2 separate regions of the Zea mays genome follow, and region 2 is linked to region 1. The links are chromatin contacts, called in public Hi-C maps. All regions are on one chromosome and are shown on one strand. The core of a region is the stretch at or near the end of the contact, and the rest is flanking DNA. Distances in the headings are between cores, read along the strand shown. Region 1 holds the start of LOC100191624 (RuvB-like protein 1). Region 2 holds the start of SMK2 (Small kernel2).

Region 1 (4,064 bases), core at 39-2,538:
TCAGCTAGTTGAACACAAAACTTGAACCACGCAGCTAAAATGACATTAGGTATGCTAAAATACCTCAAGAACTCTATGAATTTTAGCTAAACTTTTTGGTGTGCGGTGTGCCCATGCAGAGCTTCTTGTTCACCAAATAGGGTAATAATCCAAGATTCCTGGGATTGCAAGAAATGGTCTTAACTCTCTTGTCATTCTTGGTGTTTGGACCCTTTGGAAACATCGCAATGGCTGCGTTTTTGACAATAAGAGTCCTAGTGTTGCTGTTGCTATTAGAAGTGTTGGTTTGGAGATTGATCTTTGGGTTATGGCTGGTGCAAAGAAGTTGTCCTTGCTTACTGCCCCCATCCCAGGTCTCCCTGTTAGCTAGATAGCTGTAGTGCTGTTTTTGTAGCAGTGTTTTTGTCATGGATGGTTTCATTTATGCTTGTTATTGGCCGCCGTAGGGCGGCCTTATTTGTATCTTGGGGTCCTTTTGGACCTTTATCTCCTTAATATATTTTCGCGCAGCTCTCTTGAGCTTTCGAGCGCTTTCGAGAAAAATCTATAATAAACAGTCAAACAGAGAATTAAATGAGGATAGTCCATAGTTATCAGAACATATCCTCATGGTCAAATAGAAGAATTGAGTAGATAAAAATCTGGTACTACCAGTCAATATAGAAAACCAGTAGATTAAATTTGGCCCTCTTTCTTACAAATGTGCATACAACGGCAGGACCTTGGGGGAGAAATAAACCCCTCCCTTTACCACCAAATGAATGAACAGCTGCTTCGTGTGAGGACCGAGAAAAATGAGCAACCGAACGCACGGACCTTGCTGCCGAGCTCCTGGGCTATGCCGAGCGCTAGCGCCGTCTTGCCCGTGGCGGGCGGACCCGCAAGGAGCACCGCGCGGCCGGCCATCTTCTTCTGGCGAATCATGTCGACCGCCAGCCCGGCCGCCTCGCGCGCCGCCGCCTGGCCCACGAACCCCGCCGCCAACGCAATCGCCATCCCATTGGCCTGCTCCGCTCCCATAATAAGAAAACGAAGGGGGGAAACAGTGAGGAACTAGTACGCAGACACAGAGAAGCTAAAACCCTAGAAAAAAACAGGGCGAGGAGGAGCGCAGGAGCGGGCAGCTACGTCGAGGCCGAGTCCCTTGATGTGGGTGTGGGTGGCGATGCGCTGCTTCTTCGAGGTCGACTGCACCTCCTCGATCCTCATCGCCGCCAACGCCGCCGGTTATGCGCTCTCTGTTTCTGTGGAGCTGCCTCCTCTCCGGCTCTCCCGCCGCAACAAATTTGGGGGCGGGGGATGGGAGACGCCGCGCCACTGGTCTCCTGTGGGAAGTTGTATGTGCTGCCGCCTCGACTGGGGGGGAGTCTGCGACTGTGGGATATAGGTGTACATTTGTGCTGTGCCTAATAGGCCGGCCCAAAGCACACAATTTCTGGCACGACCCATATCTGGCACGGCCCAACCTAATTGTGGGTCTGGGCCGGCACGGCCCATATTGTGGGCCGTGCCTGGGCCTCAAGTCAAGCCCACGGGCCGGCCTGGCACGGCCCATTTAACTAAGGCACACCGAGGCCCACTAAATATAGACTCAGTATTTAACTTAAGGTCCGTCAAAGCCCACATGACTAGCATAACTTGGAGAATCTAGAGCTTCATTAAGCCATCGAGAACCAATACCTAGATATGGATAGTGAATAGTGATGATGATCATTGTATATGTATTCTGTATAGATGTATAGTACTCAATTAAACACTAAACAGAGAACTGAATATTATTTGTGAGCTAGTTGTAATATTTTTTTCTTTCTGACCAAAGGTTTATAATGTGCATCCACAAAACATCTTAGTTTTATTTTGGTCATATATATATTATACTTTTTGTTGATGTATTACTGTTGTATGTATATGGGCCGGTCTGGCACATTAAGGTATTTTGGGCTATTTGGGCCGGCCTGACACACATAACTAATTGTGGGCCGTGCCGTGGGCCGATGACTGGGCACACGTGCTGACACGGCACGGCCCATAATTAGATATGTGCTTTTGTGGGCCGTGCCTTTATGGGCCGTGCTTTTGTGGGCCTGTGCCGTGCCGGGCCAGGCCGGCCCACATGTACATGTATACTGTGGGAGCAAAGGGGTGGCTGGACCGGCCCGTCTTGGGCTGTTATTAGGCCGTGGGAGAGGGTTGGGCCTCTCAGCATTTATATTTAGGTCTCGTTTAAATGTCCTAGGTCATGTTCAAAGGAACTAGGATCTATTTGGTTGTGGACCAAAGAAGCCCGACCAAAATTTGGTAGCTTAACAAAGCTGGACTAAGCCAAAATTTGGCTCAAGTTTTGGTGTTTGGTTTGTGAACAAAATGCATTGGGGGCCAAGCCAAATTTTGGCAGCCAATTTGCTGGTCTTGGTTTTGACTAAAAATTGGCATAGATTTATATTGGCATGACCAAAATTTGACCTACAACCAAATACCAACTAAAATAGCTTGGCATGGCACTCTTGGCCTCTTAGACCTACATTCAAACACACCCTAGAGCTAATAGTTGGGAGCACAGTTTTTCAAAACCACGGTATTTCAAAGCCATGACATAAGCTCAGTTTTAAATAACACAATTTTAAAATACCACAATATCCGATACATAGAGGTGTTTAGAAACACAGTTTACAGCGCGTGTGGCCGAGCGATGGCCTCTTGAGCGTCGGGATGCTAAGCGACGGGCGATGGAGCTCCTGGCCGCGGGACGATGGGGCTCCTGGGCAGCGAACGGGGCACCCAGGCAGGGAGCGGGACTGAGCTGGTGGCAGGCTCCAAGGCGAGGAAACTCAGCAAACTGAGGTCGGGACCCAAGTTTACAAAACTTTGAAACAACTACAGTATTAGCAACGCCGTAGTATAGAATTCATAGATTTTACCTCTATTCCCAAACACCCTATTGTATTCTCAAATATCACGGTTAAAATTAGTTACAAATATCCAAACAATCTATGTTAAAATTACTTAGAGATACCCAAACAATCTAACTAATAATTTGACTATTAGCTACTTTTAGTTAGAAACATCCACACTCAGCTAATAGTCGAACTAACTATTAGCTTTAGCTGCACCCTCAACCACTCATTAGTTAGACAACTATGGTTAGTCACCTAATTTCACTAGCAACTTTTTAGCCAACTATCTATTAACTAGTACATTCAAACAGGCATCCACCCATACTTCACAACCAACAAACCCATCCAATATCCTCAATTGCTTACAGTCAGATCATCCTGGTAAGAAAAAAACTAAAACTTTCAATTCAAAAAAGCTGCGATGGTCAATGCCAAAGCCATGAGATGATGTCCAAACAACAATTATGATGTACGTTCCCAAGGACTTGCCGTAGTACAACTACATTCTCCCTCCCCCTCAAAAATGGCGAGGAAGCATTCGCCTCTGTACACCGCCAGCAAAAGCTAGCGACTCGCCCCAGCCAAGCCAGTCTAACTCCTAAACAAAACCCTAGTGTCAGTAAGGGAAAAAAAAGAAACTAAACTTGTCGAGCCGCTAGCAATATGCTTTCCATATTACTACCCAAGCTACCTCAGGCTGCGCCAGTCCTGGGTATCTCATCTCTTATTAGAAGCGCCCAGATTGGTACCGTCGCTTGTCAAGGGTTTCTCCTCTATGAAAGCATACACTCGCGACCTGAATTTCTGGGCCAGCTCCGCGAGATCATTTGCCATCCACGTATGGGGCAGCCGGTTCGCAACATCGATCGTCCAGGTCGCGCATAACTTGCTTCTCGTCAGCACTTCCAAGGTTGGTTTCGAATAGTTTGCGTGTGATGCCAGCCGGTTTAGCAGGATAAGAGCTTCTCTCATCACCAAACATCTGCAAAAACAGTTTTTGCATTAATACCACAACAAATTGCACACGAGTTGTTCATAGGCAGCTAAGAGCAACTTGGAGTGCAGCTTAAGATAGTTGCCCGCAAAAAGGGGAAGAATAGGCACGTCTAGAATTTACTCAGTGATGTCTCCACACTCATGCTGTGATACAACAAGCTAGGAACGCACAAG
Region 2 (4,263 bases), core at 278-2,777, 150 kb after region 1:
GAATCCAGAGAAGTTTTGAGTGTGAGGTATGTAGAGAACAAAGGGGAGATTGTTAGGGTGTGTCCTCTACACTAGCCGATTAACAATAACCAGGATAGGGCTAATCCTAACCGTCTAACCGCGCCCATGATCGGGGGGGGGCGGGGCTATCCTAACTGTTGGTTGCAAACCCCTGTCACAAGACGCCATATAAATAGATTAAGAGAGGCAGCGGGTTTAGCCAATGCTAGTACCTCAACCTAAACCCTAATCCACAGAAGCCCCATCGCCTGGCGTTCGCGAGTGACTGGAAGAGCTTCATCCTAATGGCGGCTGCAGATCTTGGAGCCACTACGGGTCCTGGATCTGTGCCTCCTCCTCTGCAGGGGTTCCAGGCGGCGGCGGCGGCGAACCGCCTACACTGCGCCACAAACCACCACACCACAAGGCAACGGTATGTGTATGTCTCTCTATCACCTGTGTTCGTGTTTGTATGCATTGATCCAAGATGGATCAGTTCTCTGATGTGTTATTAAGTGTTCTCGGATTGATTGAGTTGAACACAGTAGAGATCTTAGAACTATCATGTGGGTCTCATGATTCTTGAGAAACTGATTCTTGAGGGCGAGCCAGAGGTGGCACGTCGTACCATTATGCTCCTGTCGATCTGGCGCAGCTCAGGGGAGATGGTGCCAGGATCCAGCAGACGGCGATGTTGTCCATCTGATCCTAGTACCCTCCTAAAGGTGGAGGTTAGCGATGACAGCAACCTCATAAGCTGCAGCGGGGTCATCCTATGGAGGGCACCCTAGGGTGGGGGGCCTGCGACGCAACAAGGGTGGTGGCAGCCCTAGAGCCTGGAGGGGAGGCTGCCCTGCAGAGGCGTCGGCCACGGGAGAAGCGGAGACAAAGAAGAAGAAGGACCCACCCACCAGATTGTGGTAGTTGGCGAGCTTGGCCATGGTGGTGCTCTCGCCACCGGGGATGATGAGCGAGTCGATGCCGAGGAGCTGCTCTGGCTTGCGCACCTCCACCCCCTTCACCCCGATCCTCCTCAGCGCTGCACCCACCCACCCACACACACACACACAGAGAGCAGCAGCAGCAAAATCAACGACACGAGCATCTGGTGGGCAGTAGAGTGAGTGAGACGAAATCGGATTCCGTACCGGCCATGTGCTCGTTGTAGGATCCCTGCAGCGCGAGGACGCCCACCACCGCCATACCCTCCTCCCGACCCTGCTCCGCCGACCTCGGGACGCGCGCTCCGGTAGGTGTGTGGGTCGGACAGACAGGCGAGGCGGCTCTGGTGGAGCGGAGTGCTTGCCTGGTCGGTGACGTCACGGGGAGCGGAATGGAAGGGGAGAAAGAAGCCGCCGGCGGCGGCCACACCACTCTGGGATATCGAAACGTTTGGGTGCACTTGCCGCTGCCACGTCAGGGGAAAAGGACTAGTGTGGGAGTGGGACTGTGGGAGGGTAGGCGACGGCCGCTCGTGGCCATCCGATCGCCGTGGAGCCGTTCGCCCACGTCGGCGGGGAGATCGCCGCCGTCCGTAGTGTTGATGTCCGTGGCGGATAGCTCGTTACGTTATCAAGTCAGCGGGCTGAGCGCTTGGTGGGCCAAACGCTGTTACGTGCTGGGCTGGATAATGGAAGATGTGCCACAATGCCAGCCCAATAAAAATAAGAAATTGAGTGAGGGCTCAGTCCCTCCCCCACTCATTTCTACGTTACAGTTACAACTAGTAGAGCCCAAAATTTAACCATGAGTTTTCTTGCCCAGCCCAATTTAGATATCTCTACTCTAATATTTTGGCGCTCATCTTTACAAATATACCTTCACTCCCATTTTATCCTAAATCCAACTCTACTCTAAACACAGGGAATATATGGCTTTAGGAATTCTGTTTGCTGATATAATTAATATTTCCCAAATAATGTACTCATAAGATTGTTTTCATGGCATGTCTTGTTTCATTTCAGTTGGTTTAGTTGGATGGCAATCTGTGTCATACGTGAAAGAATATTACACCATGTTCGGATGTTGATATTAAAGTCTATAGTTGAGAATTGGAAACAATATTTCTGAATTCTGGTGTTTGGTTGTATAATGAATTTAGAGTTGTAATAAAAACTAAATTCCTCATTAGTGGACTAAAACTAGAAGTATTGGTTGGAATTGCAATTCCAATAACATACCAACAACATATTTGTATTGCAACCTATTTCCAGTACTACGTTAATTTGGTATTGGATCTAAGGTAGTGTTTGGTTTCGGTGCCAGTTAGAATGTACGGCTCCGTCCGATAAAATTTGGGAAGCCAGATGGTTCAATATTTAAGCATAATTTTTCATTTTTAGAACCACACTGTTCTATATGAAATAAATCCAAACAACACCAAAATGGGAGCGTAGCGGCTTCGTTCCGCCATATTCCGGAACCAAACGCTACCTAAGAGAAACTCCAATAAAAGTAACTCCAACAACTCCTAATGTTCTAGTCTTAAACTTTCTTATAGGAGGGAAGAAAGTCTCCCAATCCGATCGCATACGTAAACTGTACCCAACTCTCCATTGCGCATATTCCGCAGGCGGCGACGCTCCCAATCCCCTATGATTTTATTTTCCCACGCCATTCCCCTTCCTTCGCACCTCCAAACGGTCTCGCGTTTATGCATGACACTGTTTCTCTATTTATAGAAGAGATAACAACTTTATATGGAATTACATTCATGTCCTTAAGATTTATAAATATGGTTCACAAATATCATAAGGGTGACGTCGTCTTTTACTTTCAACGCTTCGGTAATAGATTTGGCTTTGTCATCCTTCGTATCTTGTTCATGCGTTTCTTGTTAGTTATGTTTCGAAGCATGCTCTCGTGCCTCTAACCGGTCCTTCCGAAGGTACTTCAAACGACGGTACCTGCAATATTTTAGATATATGCCAAGAAAGAACTATTAATTTGGCGTTTTTAGGACCTTCACATAAAGAAGACCCCCAACAACAGTCGATGTGGGTTTAATCCCCTAGCTCTCTAACATTTGTTATGGGCCATGAAATATTTAGTTGACTTAAATGAGCCAACCCGTTTAGCCCAACACACTTCATGTACGCTACAGTGTGTGCCTCTGGATATGTGTGGGCATTTTTTTGAATCATCGTTATTTTTGGTGAGTTTGGCCAAATCTAAAAAAAAGAGTGGTAGAAGCACATGGTTTAAATAGAACAAACCATGTCCACAGTGAACCACATCCCTCTAAACAAAGGAGAAACACAATGGATCATGTCACCGAAGAGAGACCATATTACATTATTAATTATTGTCTACGACAAACTACACTGAAGGATCTAGTAATAAAACTCGGATACGAATGATAGTTCTCTCTTTGGATATTTCACGGGGAAGTCTGTCAGCAACAATACAAGAAAGACGTCAGAAGCTCACCAGCACTGAAGATGGAGCACTGAAGATGAAAAAGCTGACCAACGATACTGACGTTGCCACAACGACGGAGCGGTAGAGGCGAGACAACACATGAGTATTTGGGTCCGAATGGGTCGTGTATTTGGCCGGACTGGGTGGTAGTTTATAAGCTCTCTCTAGTATTGTAAGAAGGTATCGAACAATTAATGAACAGACAAAGACACTAGTTCTCAGCCTCGCCTTCCTCCCTGCTTTCCTCGTTTCCAAGTCTTCTTCCCGAATCCTCACTCCTTCCTGCTCTCTTCTAGAAGCTTCCCACTACCGACGCTAACAAAGTCCAAGAATTTAGCTCAATTTTGGGCCATGCAATAACCTTCTAATATGTGGCCGGCTGTGTCTCGATTCCAAAGCCAAACGGGAACAGTGCATCCTCGCAGTGCGCATCGCCGACGTTCATGGGCAGCTGGTCCACCGACCGGAACCACGTCCTGGACAGCTTCCCGGTGAAGCCGTAGTCGCCGAACAGCACGTCGCTGACGCCCTGCCCCTCCGTGCCCGGCAGCCACGCCGCCACCAGCGCGTCGATGACATCGACGAACGGCTCCACCACCAGCGGCCGCCCGGAGACGAGCACAACGACGCACTTGATGGCGCCGCACACGTTCCGGATGACGTCCGGCCCGGGCGCGGGGATGGTCAGGTTGAGGTTGTCGCCGAACGTCTCGGCGTAGGGGGGCTCGCCGACGACGACGATGGCGTAGCCAAAGCGGGCGCGGTTCTGCTGGAGGAATGCCGCGTCGGGGTTCTCGGAGTAGACGACGTCCGTGCCGGGGGCGACGGCGCGCCGGACGCCGT

The links. Hi-C and Micro-C count contacts between places; a contact is called where the count stands out from the background.
Region 2: a Hi-C map of endosperm shows a contact between it and region 1, with 1.9 times the contacts expected there. The contact joins the promoter of SMK2 here to the promoter of LOC100191624 in region 1. A contact is called at or near these places in 2 of 25 Hi-C or Micro-C datasets (endosperm and tassel).

Annotation. Positions count from the first base shown.
Region 1 is chr4:247,718,995-247,723,058 of Zm-B73-REFERENCE-NAM-5.0, forward strand. It overlaps LOC100191624 (RuvB-like protein 1), which reads right to left and starts at 1,289. Exons shown (of 12, transcript NM_001137053.1): 1 at 1,129-1,289; 2 at 817-1,005. The coding sequence starts at 1,209. LOC103654951 (protein dimerizations) reads right to left here. Exons shown (of 13, transcript XM_035967576.1): 13 at 3,220-3,876. The coding sequence ends at 3,612.
Region 2 is chr4:247,865,322-247,869,584 of Zm-B73-REFERENCE-NAM-5.0, forward strand. It overlaps SMK2 (Small kernel2), which reads right to left and starts at 1,528. Exons shown (of 7, transcript NM_001411385.1): 1 at 1,149-1,528; 2 at 912-1,039. The coding sequence starts at 1,203. It overlaps LOC103654957 (beta-glucosidase BoGH3B), which reads right to left. Exons shown (of 5, transcript XM_008681768.4): 5 at 3,253-4,263. The coding sequence ends at 3,785.